Linked DNA regions of Mus musculus: regions 1, 2 and 4 are each linked to region 3. A link is a contact called in public Hi-C, HiChIP or PLAC-seq and promoter capture Hi-C data. All regions are on one chromosome and are shown on one strand. Each heading gives the region's core, a stretch centred on a gene start, on an enhancer-like site or on the middle of the called end of the contact. The rest is flanking DNA. Distances are from core to core; before and after follow the strand shown.

Evidence for each region. Promoter capture Hi-C pulls out the DNA fragments that hold promoters and counts their contacts. A called contact is a pair of places that touch in the nucleus more often than the background predicts. HiChIP or PLAC-seq counts read pairs in DNA pulled down with a chosen protein or histone mark.
Region 1: a contact with region 3 is called in a promoter capture Hi-C map of the HPC-7 cell line. The contact joins two enhancer-like sites. A contact is called at or near these places in 4 of 39 promoter capture datasets (the C10 cell line, the HPC-7 cell line, pre-B cells and 1 more), 3 of 484 Hi-C or Micro-C datasets (granulocyte-monocyte progenitors, liver and nephron progenitors) and 3 of 115 datasets of contacts at active chromatin or transcription factors (the HPC-7 cell line, T-cell acute lymphoblastic leukemia and large pre-B cells).
Region 2: a contact with region 3 is called in a Hi-C map of bone marrow-derived macrophages, with 4 times the contacts expected there. The contact joins two enhancer-like sites. A contact is called at or near these places in 3 of 484 Hi-C or Micro-C datasets (bone marrow-derived macrophages, nephron progenitors and uterus) and 2 of 115 datasets of contacts at active chromatin or transcription factors (embryonic stem cells and large pre-B cells).
Region 4: a contact with region 3 is called in a BATF HiChIP or PLAC-seq map of CD8 T cells, with 8 read pairs. The contact joins two enhancer-like sites. A contact is called at or near these places in 3 of 484 Hi-C or Micro-C datasets (the HPC-7 cell line, granulocyte-monocyte progenitors and nephron progenitors), 3 of 115 datasets of contacts at active chromatin or transcription factors (CD8 T cells, the HPC-7 cell line and large pre-B cells) and 1 of 9 other capture datasets (embryonic stem cells).

What each region holds. Positions count from the first base shown.
Region 1 is chr6:134,170,118-134,172,817 of GRCm38.p6, forward strand. All of the region lies in intron 2 of Etv6 (ets variant 6), which reads left to right. Among named protein-coding and RNA genes, the nearest start is that of Gm52920, 15 kb to the right of the region's middle. Within about 2 kb of position 1,409, at least 56 of the 459 cell types and tissues checked have an H3K27ac peak or open chromatin away from gene starts, as enhancers often do. A contact at or near this core is called in the HPC-7 cell line and granulocyte-monocyte progenitors, where this site is marked.
Region 2 is chr6:134,114,349-134,117,048 of GRCm38.p6, forward strand. All of the region lies in intron 1 of Etv6 (ets variant 6), which reads left to right. It overlaps Gm46978 (a long non-coding RNA gene), which reads left to right. Exons shown (of 2, transcript XR_001785387.1): 2 at 1-74. Among named protein-coding and RNA genes, the nearest start is that of Gm46978, 4.6 kb to the left of the region's middle. Within about 2 kb of position 1,418, at least 62 of the 459 cell types and tissues checked have an H3K27ac peak or open chromatin away from gene starts, as enhancers often do. A contact at or near this core is called in bone marrow-derived macrophages, where this site is marked.
Region 3 is chr6:134,364,735-134,367,434 of GRCm38.p6, forward strand. All of the region lies in intron 3 of 4933406J09Rik (RIKEN cDNA 4933406J09 gene), which reads right to left. Among named protein-coding and RNA genes, the nearest start is that of Bcl2l14, 30 kb to the right of the region's middle. Within about 2 kb of position 1,412, at least 125 of the 459 cell types and tissues checked have an H3K27ac peak or open chromatin away from gene starts, as enhancers often do. A contact at or near this core is called in CD8 T cells, the HPC-7 cell line, bone marrow-derived macrophages and 1 more, where this site is marked.
Region 4 is chr6:134,188,665-134,191,364 of GRCm38.p6, forward strand. The region is part of intron 2 of Etv6 (ets variant 6); the gene reads left to right. Among named protein-coding and RNA genes, the nearest start is that of Gm52920, 3.5 kb to the left of the region's middle. Within about 2 kb of position 1,372, at least 50 of the 459 cell types and tissues checked have an H3K27ac peak or open chromatin away from gene starts, as enhancers often do. A contact at or near this core is called in CD8 T cells, where this site is marked.

The DNA of each region.
Region 1 (2,700 bases), core at 159-2,658, 190 kb before region 3:
CTCTGCTATCCTGCTAGTTGAAGACATGGTAGAGCAAGGTTTTGAAGAGACTCTGGTGTTCCACACTAAAGGGTGTAGATCATCTCAGGAAGGTTCTAAGATGCCATAGAAGAAATTGAAGTAGCACTAAGGAGTGTATTTAGGATTTGTTCAGTGGTGGCAACACAATGAACACACTGAATAAAACGCTGTCTTCAGTACTGCGGCTGAGAAAAATTACAGTTGCCAGCTAAGACCATCCGTGCTGGATGAATGAAGTGGAAATATGCAAGGGATAATAGCAGATGTGTGAGTGAGACTCTGTCACTGTGACAAGTACTGTGAGAAGCGATTTAAAGGAGGAAAGAGTTATCTTGGCTCATAGTTTCACTCTGGCGTTCTTGGTCCTGCTGCTCTGGGAATAAGGCCATGAGCATCGTGGCAGGGGGCAAAGCAGAGCTGTCCATCTCATGGGAACACAGAAACAGACAGAGAAGTGGAGGCCAGAGCAAGATAGGCCCTTCGAGTTGTACTTAGTCAAGCCCACCTTCTCATAGCCCATAATGAAGTCACCAACCTCATCCATGCGTCCAGGCATGGAGAACAATGAGAACCTCAAGGGGAGAACATGGTTACCATGGTAAAAGGACCAGAGAGGAAGGGAGTGTGTCTCCAGTGACAGATGGGACGAGAGAGGTGAGTGTGAGAGGCAGGGGAGGTAGGGGATGCCTGTGCCGTTAAAAGGCTTCGGCATTTAATTTTTCAATGAGAATTTTAGGCAGAGGGCTGGTGTGATCTGATTGTGATTTGAGAGGACTCCTGGGAAGTAACGAGAGAGACAGAAACGGGAGAAGGGAGAGAGTGAAAGCATAAAGGGCTTTTGAGAGTGAGTCCGTGAAGACATGATGGCAATGTTGGGCAGAGTGGCTCCCAGCCTGCCATGCTTCCAGCCTGACAGCCTTAGCACTTCTCCCTCCTCCTCCCCCTCCCCCTCCCTCTTCCTCTTTCTCTCTGCTCCTTCCTCTCCCTCTCTCTGCCCCTCCCTCCCTAGCCCTCCTTCCTCCCCTCCCCCTTCTCATGTTTCAGTTATCCCCCCACACACTTTCTCTTCCCTAAGAAATGTGCACAAACACAAGACCTTCATCCTACTACCTACCATGTTTCTTCTAGAATTCCTTCCATGATGCCTTGCCCCTATAAAGATATCTGACAGAAGCCACCAAATAAAGAAAAGATCTGTTTTGGCTCACCATTTCAGAACATCTCAGTTCATCATGGTGAGGAAAGCCCACTAACAGGGCCTGCCCAGTCTGTGGCAGTGGAAACTGTGTCAGGTGACTTTTCTTATCGTTGCTAATCAGAAGGCAGAGGCAGCATACTGTAAGGAGAAGCCTTCAGAGGTCAGCACCCAGTGACCTATTTCTGCCAGCCAGGCCCCCCTCCTAAGCTTGTAGCCTCCCAGAAGAGCACCACCAAACAACCACAAATCAAGTTTTCAGATAGCTGAGCTGTGAGGTGAATGAGGGGTATTGGGTATTCAAATTGTTAACACCCTCTATAACATGTAATCACCATTTGGTGTAGTTTATAATTTTGTTTGCTTATTTGTTTATGCGTTAATTGCCTGGTGCCTCGAAGAGCGCCCTCCCCCAAGGAGGTGCTTAGTAAGTATTTGCCTAATCAATCATGGAATGAAGGTCACCTGCCGCCATTGTCACGAGTAACCGTCATGACAGGGCTACGGTTTTCTCCTCACCATATGTCCCTTTCTGGAAAGACTTGATACGTCAAGCTTCGTGTACCTTCCGTGTGAAGTAGAAGTGTGTCACTGAGCCGCTGAGCGGGCTTCTTGGCTCCCAGTGTGTCGAGCAGCCTCGCGTTCGGGTTTGCGTTGGGCTCTGTGTCTTTTTTTAGTCCGGCTGCTCACTCTTCGCAGCCCTCCAGCTTAAACTCTTGAGTAACTCTGGACGTTGGAGTTTTCTGAGAACTTGAGAACTAGATGAATGAGATTGCCAATAGCATGCCTTCTGTGCCTGGCATCTAATTCTGGCACTTGCTTTAGCAAGCACCATTGCATAATTATAGCCATTGGCTACAAAAGGTGACCACGTAGCCTGCAATGGGGAATTGGAAGCTGTCCTAGTTAGCATTAACTGTCACCTTGAAGCAGCCTAGAATCACTTAAAAGGGCTCAATTAAGTGATTTGGTCTGTGGGCATTTCTGTGAGGAATATTCTTCATCGTTCATTCATAGAGGAGGGCCCAGCCCACTGTGGGCAGTACTATTCCCTGGGCAAGTGGTTCTGGTCTGGAAGCTAAGTGAGCTGTGAAGCGAGCCAACAAACAGCATTCCTAGTTGGTTTCTGCTTCAGTGCCTGCCCTGACTTCCCTCAGTGATGAACTAAGGCCTGGAAGTGTAAGTCGTATAAATTCCTTCCTCTTTTAAGTCAGTTGTACTCAGCGTTTTATCATAGCACCAGAAAGCAAACTAAAACAGAGACCCAACCAGAAAGCTATTCTAGAGATGTGAGGACAGGCTACGTACGTTTCTAGATTTTTTTTTTTTTATGTTCTATTAGTTCTTGTTTATTTTTAAGGAGATATGCAGTTTTGTTTGTCTTCTTGTTATTCCAAACTTTATGCTTTGGTCTACACCAAGTGTGACTTTCTTAGAGGAAGTTAATATGAGGCTGTCATTTCTGGCCTTTTTGTACCAAGCCC
Region 2 (2,700 bases), core at 168-2,667, 250 kb before region 3:
AGGCTTTGGGGACTTGGGGATTCTCACTGTTATTTTTAAAAGGAAAAAAAACCTTCTCCCCCTTTCTTGGTCTATAAGGAAAAGGAAATTTTAGAAAAGCCTGGGTTAGAACAGGAAGCTTTAGTCACACTTAAAATCCAACTGCCTTCTCCTACTGTTCTGTTGATGGACTTAACACAACGCTTCCTTCTTTGAGAAGACCTTCCTCTCCAAGGGTACCAAACCCTTTATCAATATCAATCTTTATTTTGCCTGTTCTCTAAAAAAATATTGAAAATGTTAACTACCACTTAACTGGTCTCACACAGGCTAAAACTTCCAGCTGAAATGATCTCATCAGTCTGGGGCCATTAGCTCAGCTCAGAGGATGGTCCCACTGAGGGCAGGAAGGTTACCAAGTCTCTCGACTGCCCCATGGTTTTAGCATGCCAACCCCACATCCTAGCAATGCTCTAAGTCCCAGGCAAACCAGTCTCCTTTTTAGATTCAGGTGGCTCTTTATAAAATACTACCATTCCACCTTAAAACCTGTCTACCTTAAAGTTGACCTAGATAATGGTAGGCATGAATCAGTGCCTATCTCTAATGCCTCCTTGTGAAGACCCAGAGCACAAAGTCATGGGGTGAGGGAAACTGAAGATCCGTGGAGCCTTACAGAGCAGAATTTCTGGTTTCATGCTTACCTACTGTTTCTTTTTAGTACGCTACATGGTAAATACCGAAAGCAAGAACTGATAACTACCTGAGCCCTGAAAGAAGAAGTGTTTTTCAAGACACTTCTGTTGTTCTGGTATTTTGTCTTGTTCGGTTATATGGAAGATGAAGACACTGTTCTCCATTTCTAAGTCCTCTTCCTGCCTAAACTTGACAGAAGCAGGAAGTGGAAAGCTGAGAGTACTCAAGAGAGAGTGGAGTCTGGGCCAGGTAGCAGCGCACTGCCATCCTAGCATCAGGAGACTGAGGCTGGAGGATCACCAGTTGGAGGCCAGTCTGGGCTACAGAGGTGAGTTCAAGACCAGCCTGGGCTGTGAAACAAGACCTCGTCTCCAAACACTAAAGAAGGCAGAGAGGAAAGGAGAAGACAGAGTGCTCAAGGGGGAACTGAAGAAAGGTAGGGCGAGAGACCAGAGTCTGTTTCCTTCAGGAAGCTCTGCCCAAAGGGAGGAGAGTTGTCAAGTGCAAACCGTTTGAACACACTTGGGGCACGTGCAGCATCCTTCCTCACCCTGCTTTTCCCACCCTCATCCCACGTCTGTCCTGTGGCCACTGTGGTGATTTAGCCTGGCTGCCCTGGACAGACATCCCTTCTTGCTTTTCTGCTTACAGAGGACGTGCGCTGTTTAGACGCCCCGTCGCTTGGTTTAAAAATGACCTGAGATGTCAGAGTATTACCCCCACCCCTTCTGTCTAAGCTACCCAGTTTCAGTTCTGTAGTTACGTTAATCACCAGGACTTTCATAATACATTTCCTTCCTTCTCCATCAAGCCAGTGGCACACCGTTTTTACTTGGCTAAATAGTCTTAGTTTGAGGAGAAAAATACAGAAGCTGGCCTACTTTGCTTAAAATTCTAGCATTACTTGTGCAACGTTGGAAGACAAACTATTTAGAAATTTTTTTTTAGAAAATTTTATATGTATAGGTATTTTGTCTGCATGTATTACCTTTGTACCACCTGTGTGCCTGGTTCCTGTGGAGGCCCTGGACTGGGGGGATGTGTGTGTGTGTGTGTGTGTGTGTGTGTGTGTGTGTGTGTGTGTGTGTGTCTGTTAGCTGCCATGTGGGTGCTGAGAACTGAGCCTGGTTCATCTGGAAGTGCAATCAGCAGTCAATGCTCTTAACTGCTGAGCCATCTCTCTGGCTGGCAAGGCAAGTTCTTTAACTTCATCGTGATTCACTGCCTTTGTAAAACAAAGGGTATCTTAAATGCCTGGCCCATGGAAGGTGCCCCATCCATTTACTGCTTCATTTTCCCCTGGCCTGCTGCTCAAGACGACAAGTGTTTCTTCTTGTTTCTATCCTTTATCCTCTTTACCATCACAGGTGGCAGGAAAAAAAAGATGTAGGCAACCAGTGGGAGAGAGCACAGCAAGAGATGCGGGCACTTCTGGAGGACTGCACTAGGCTTCCTCCTGACGTCTATTAGGCTGTGCTGGATGGCATAAAAACAACTGGGAAATAGATATCTTTAGCAGAGATCCAGCAACCTCAATGTAGGCAATGAAATGATGTGTATGATAGTAGCAATATAGGCCCCTTCCCTACCTACGTGTGTCTCTCTGTGTGTGCATATATATGTGGGGTGTGTGTGTGTACACGTACGCACACAGAGGCATACATATATGCATACACGCTGAATACACACACACACACACACACACACACACACACACACACACACACACACCGTGCTTAGTGATGCTGGAGAGTTGATCTATAAATGCAGGTGAAGCTGGCCCTGATAGGTGACTGCAATACCGATGGTTGTAGCTGACTTCAGGACACCGCCTGTCCTGCAGCTCAGCTGACCTTTTCTCTGTAGCCACTATCACATTAATTAAAAGAGGCAAATGCGTATTTCCCTTTTGTTTGGAGTATGCGTGGTAATGGTACTCTAGAAATGACCTGGAATTACCCTTCCTTGAGCATCTGCCCAGTTCAGAGAGATGGTCAGCTCATCACACCAGGACACTCAGTCAGA
Region 3 (2,700 bases), core at 162-2,661:
CCTTCCCTTTACCCCCTACTTCCGGCAGGCAGGTTGTGGCTGTTAACACAGTTTGGGAGACAGCAAAGCATGTCCTGACTCCTACCCACCCCAATCTCACATCCTTCCTAATTTCACCTGCTTTTACCACAGCTCCTTCTCAACTGATTCACCTCGTTAATCTTGAAATCTCATCTGAGACGTTTCCTCCTGCACCGGCTCTTCCTGGGCAGGGCTAAGAGGCTCTACCTCTGTGCATCTCTCTGTAATTACCAAAATCAGAGCATATAATTTTCTGTATGGTGGTGGTGGTGGTGGTGGTGGTGTGTGTGTGTGTGTGTGTGTGTGTGTGTGTGTGTGTGTGTGTGTGTGTGTGTGTTTTAACTTATTAATCTCTTCATTTAAATAGGAGGCTCTCTACACAGACTGTATGTCAATGTGCTTAAGACCCTTATAAAAATGTTGAGGCTGTGACTCAGTGGGTAAGAGCACTTTTGCTGCACAAGCAAGCATGCGAACCTGAGTTTGGATCCTTGGCACCCACCAAGAAGTTGGGCATGCATGGCTGCAGCAAGCCTAATGCTGTAGGTGAGGGGGATGGCTGGATCGCTGGGGCACAGCCTAGCTGAAGTGTTCTGAACTCCAGTGGGATTGCCTTCTTCAAGGGAATACTGTAAAGATGTTCTCCTCTGGCCTCTGCACATACACAGGCATGGGTACACACATGCACACACACACATGTGCATGCACTCATACAAATGCACTTACACATACACACGCATGTATACATGCATGTACACTCACATGCAAATGCTTGTGCTGGTTTCTAAGGGGGACCTGGTCAGGACTGTTTCCTAAGTTCCCAACCATGGGCAGCCAGGCATTGGCACCAGTGAGCAGACTGCTGTTTCTTCAGAGATGTGGGGTGGTTTTGTGTCCTGTGGCACAGGAAAGTGCTCCATTGGCTTTGATGCTTGTTCCACTTTGGTGTATCAGGTAAAAGTCTCTGTGGGGAGCAGGCATGTGCTTGAGAAAGAGCTCGCACTGAGGACCACCAGAATCATGCTCTCATCTCACAGCTACTTCCAACACAAAGTCCCACCACCACTGGTGCCTACAGCCTGGGGCATGTGACACCTGTGTGCAACTCTGTCCTTTCAGGAACACGTTGAAGTCACCCATGCCTTCCCTCTCATGGAGAAAAGTGCAAACTTGGAAAGACACATTTCCTTTGCAGCAATCTGTAGCTCTCCTGAGATCTCCAAAGCAGTGTCTAGATAGACAAACTGAGGTTCCAAGAGATCACAGTCACTTCAGATCCTCCCCAGAGCAAGCTAGAGCAGAAATCAAGAGGTGACTTGACTCACAGGTCCAGCTGGCCTCGTGGTGAACATCAGCTGACCCTGTAGCTCCTGCCCATTTCGGTGACAGAGCAGGCCCATGGCATCACTGCCTCCTAGTGTTGACAGGGCCAAGAATCCATGTGGTCAGACCAGAGGTGGCCAGAAGAGAAAGGATAATTTGTAACCCAGCGACTTTTTTTTTCATTATGATATCGTGTCATTTCTTGCCAGAAGAAGGGGGAATTTCTCAGAGAAATCCATCACCCTGGTAAATATGGGAAGACAGGGGTCTTTGCCAGCAATGCAGTGTCTGATGCACCCACACCCTCCAGCAGGGCTCCCATGTAAGCTTCTCAATGTCCTCAGACCCCCCAGTAGGTGGGGCAAAGCCTGGGCAGGGATTGCTCAGAGTGTTTGTTGTTGTCCTTGTCACCCTTGTTACCAGGGATTTACCTAGAAGCTACACAGAAAACCCCCTTATTTCTAACACGACAAACAGGAAAGCATCCAGTGACAGAGGTTAACTGCTTTGCTAACCCGAATGCATAGGCCCTGGTCATGGCTTGCCGTGTCCAACATTAGCTTTAAGAGTCACGGAGCATCTTGGCAGGGGTTGACAAGGCTTCAGGTGACTGCCCTCCTTCCCACAGCCGGCAGGATTTTTGTTCCAAGTCTCAGCTGGCCAGGTGGCTTCCAGCACTCAGCCACCCCAGGCTGAGTCTGTGGTTCCCTTTGCCTGGGACACAGGCATCCCAGCTCATTTCCTTCCTGCCTGTCCCCACATGCAACGGCTCCTGAGAAAGAGGAACCAAATACCATCCGTTTCACCCCTATCAATGGCCAACAAGGTTGTTCCCATCCAGGACATAAGGTCTTGACTACCCTCTTGACACCCCTACTGCACCCCCAACAGTGAAGCAAGCAGGCTGGAGGGAAATGCGCTGCCATCAGCCCAACAATCAGGAAAAGAGGTGATGTGCCTTTAAGATGAAGGTGGTGGGCAGCCATCCATCTTCCCCAAACACAGACTTGCCTTGTTCTTCCATTTCTGGATGAGTGATAAAAAACGTTAAATGTCACTTCCTGTATCAGTGGTTAACCACTAGATGCTGGATCAGAGATTTACCAGAAGTGAAGTTAAGGAAGAAAAAAAAAAAAAAAGAAAGAAGAAAAAAAAAAAACCCTGCTGTTTTCAATAACCCTTTCTGGTGCCCTGTGGGAACTGTTTAACCTTTAGAGAGACATGAGGGGTTGCTAAATCTGGCTCGAGGACTTAGATTGGCCAAAGGCTTTCTTGTGCTTTCTCTGGGAGGCAAGGAGAGAGGTGTGCTGGGTACAGGGGTCTGGGAGGCAAGGAGAGAGGTGTGCTGGGTACAGG
Region 4 (2,700 bases), core at 122-2,621, 180 kb before region 3:
GCAAACAAAAAAGGGAGGTGGGAGGCAAAATATTCATGGGGAAATATTTGGAAAAAAATATTTTTACAGCTATTAATTTCCGGATTACTATTTAGTTGAGCCTATCCCCTGGTGTTATAACTGTATCTTAATTTTTTAAACTGAAAACAGAAATACAGTGGAAGCCCACAGTGAGGCCTGGCAGGGGGAGGAGTGTCCTTACTACAGCTCCGTGCAGTCTTGCTTTATGTTTCGGCAGAGGCTGCCAGCATCAGAATGTCAACTATGCACACAGAGAAACATAAATTAACTGACTTTGGAAGGGAACACACTGGACCTCAGATCTCACTTTTTTTTTTTTGAACCCTGACCTTTAGAAGAAAAAGACAATTTTTAAATTAAAACAAAACAAAACAAAACACTGTCTGAGTTAGTCCAATAAGCAGCTCTCCAGCTGTAGCTTACAGGAATTAGGCTTGTGTTTTACATATGAAAAACATGTCCTTTAGTTGGAAAAATGAATTTTTGGCTTTGGCGTTTACATTGTGTTGTTTGAAACAAGGTCTCTCTGTGTTACTCAGGCTTGCCTGGAACACCTAGGGTTAATAGCTGCTCAGACTCTTGAGTGCTGGGGCCGTAGGTGCACACCTGGCCCAGATCTTTTAAAATGTAATCTTGATGTAGTAACCCAAACCTCCCATTTCCTTAGCTTCCTTGTGGGTCATCGTTCAACTGTGCACTGATCAGTGTGGTGTTTTTTCTGGACACTTGGACTTGGAGTGATCCCCCTTGGGGCATTGCTAACTCCCCGTGGAGATAATATGCCACCATGCCAGCATTTGCTTTAATGAAAATGCAGTGATTTAGTCGGGGGGGGGGCTTGCATCATGGGTACCTAAATGTTTACCAGTATTAAGCTAGTGTGGTGACCTGTCTCATCTCATCTTAAAAATTCTGCTTGATGGATGGAAGAAGAGTCAGGCCAGAAAGGGAAGGCTGAGGTCACCAGCAGAGTCTGTACTCTGTACCGGTTGGGCCCCTTCTCTCCACTGTCAGCCTGGCCGGGGGTGAAGCTGCTGGCCCAGAGATGAAAGCGGACATGTGCCAGTGAATAAGCAAGTGTCTGAGGAATCCAAGGCCAAAGGAAGCAAAATACTCCATTGTTCCCCGCATCTCCCCCTTGGCGCCTCCCCCATACCCCCCTCCTCTGCCCACTCTCCTAGGCCAGCTCACAAGTGTCTGTGGGGGCTGGTGGACTCCCCATCATGGGCTTCCTCCCAGGAAATTTCCTGTGGTGGAAACTCTGGGGAAACTTCCTGTTGGGTAGGTTCCTGCCTGCGACTGATAAGGGGAACTGCTTAAAACCCCCGCCAGCCACAGCTGCTGTTAAAGGGTGGCATGGTCTTTCTGTTTCCTCAGTCTGAAGGAACAAGAAAGGGCAAGTAAGCAGAGGCCTCTGAAGTCTCCCCTGGCTAGAATATTCTGGAAGCTGAAAGTTCCACTTGGAATCCGCAAGTTCCTTCAGAGAGTTGGTGCTCATTGAAACATGCACTTTTGAGTATGGGGCTCTACAAACCTTCTAAAAAAAAACCCAGGTCTGAGTGTTTCCATATCATTTCCAAGCCTTCCTCTTAGTCTTCACTGTCATGCATCTTCGAGTTTCAGTGATAGTGTACAGGGAATTTTAATTAGTCCTCGCCAATTACAGATACAGTCGATGATGTGAACAAAGTGGTTCACATGATACCAATGTGTGAATCGTCTGAGGTACGCTCTGTACGACAGTCTTTAGCCTAGCACAGAATTCTCAGTAGGCTTCATGATTCTGCGACCTGGCCTGGACTTGTAGTTGCTTATTGTGTTGTTTGCCAGCCCTTAGGCAAAGATAATTATCCCTAAACCATCCCATAGGGTTAAGCTCAGCTCTGAATATTTCAATATTGGGAACTCTATAGTTACCTTTAGCAGTTCCCGCTGCCTTGCTGTACTGTAAGTTTGGTTCCCTAATTAGCCTGGTTTCTCCCTAATGACCTGTAAGCCCCTTGCTATTTGCCCCACTCTTAATGTATAATAAAGATAATTGACCCTTTGCCCTCTGTCTGATTTCATATAGGCAGTTTCTCAAATGGTATGCTTTATGGCTTCATTTGCTCTAAATCTATTTCTCTCCAAGTGTGGGGTTTTTTTTTTTCCTTCCTGGTTCAGGGTTTAACATACACTTCCTTAAAGTTAATGGAAATTTCTACCAGCCACATTTATCCAAACTTCCACCTTGGTATGGTTTCTTTCCTGGTTATAGAAAAGGAAGATTTTGGCCTCAGAATAAATTATGAATTAAACGTGCATTATGTGGGGGTTGGTTATGTCTGATCGGCACTGCCGACTAAGGAGCCATGAAAGAAATTACAGTGAACCGGGAAGAAAAATGCCGGCTGATAAGGAACCAGCCTGTTCGACTTCTCAAAGACAAAGACCATTATTCATCTTTGTCCATATCCATGGTATCTTAAAATGATTTGGCACATAATCTTGCAACCATGTTTGCTGAGGGAATGAATCTTAATAGTAAAAAAAAAAAAAAAAGACCTGGTTATTAGACATTAGTTCCTTCTAGAACATGTAATAAAACCTGCATCTTATATCTTATTTAAAGAATAAGCTGTCCTCGTGAACTGAGTATTGATCCTCAAACTGGCAAACTGCTGTTGATGTACGTACGTA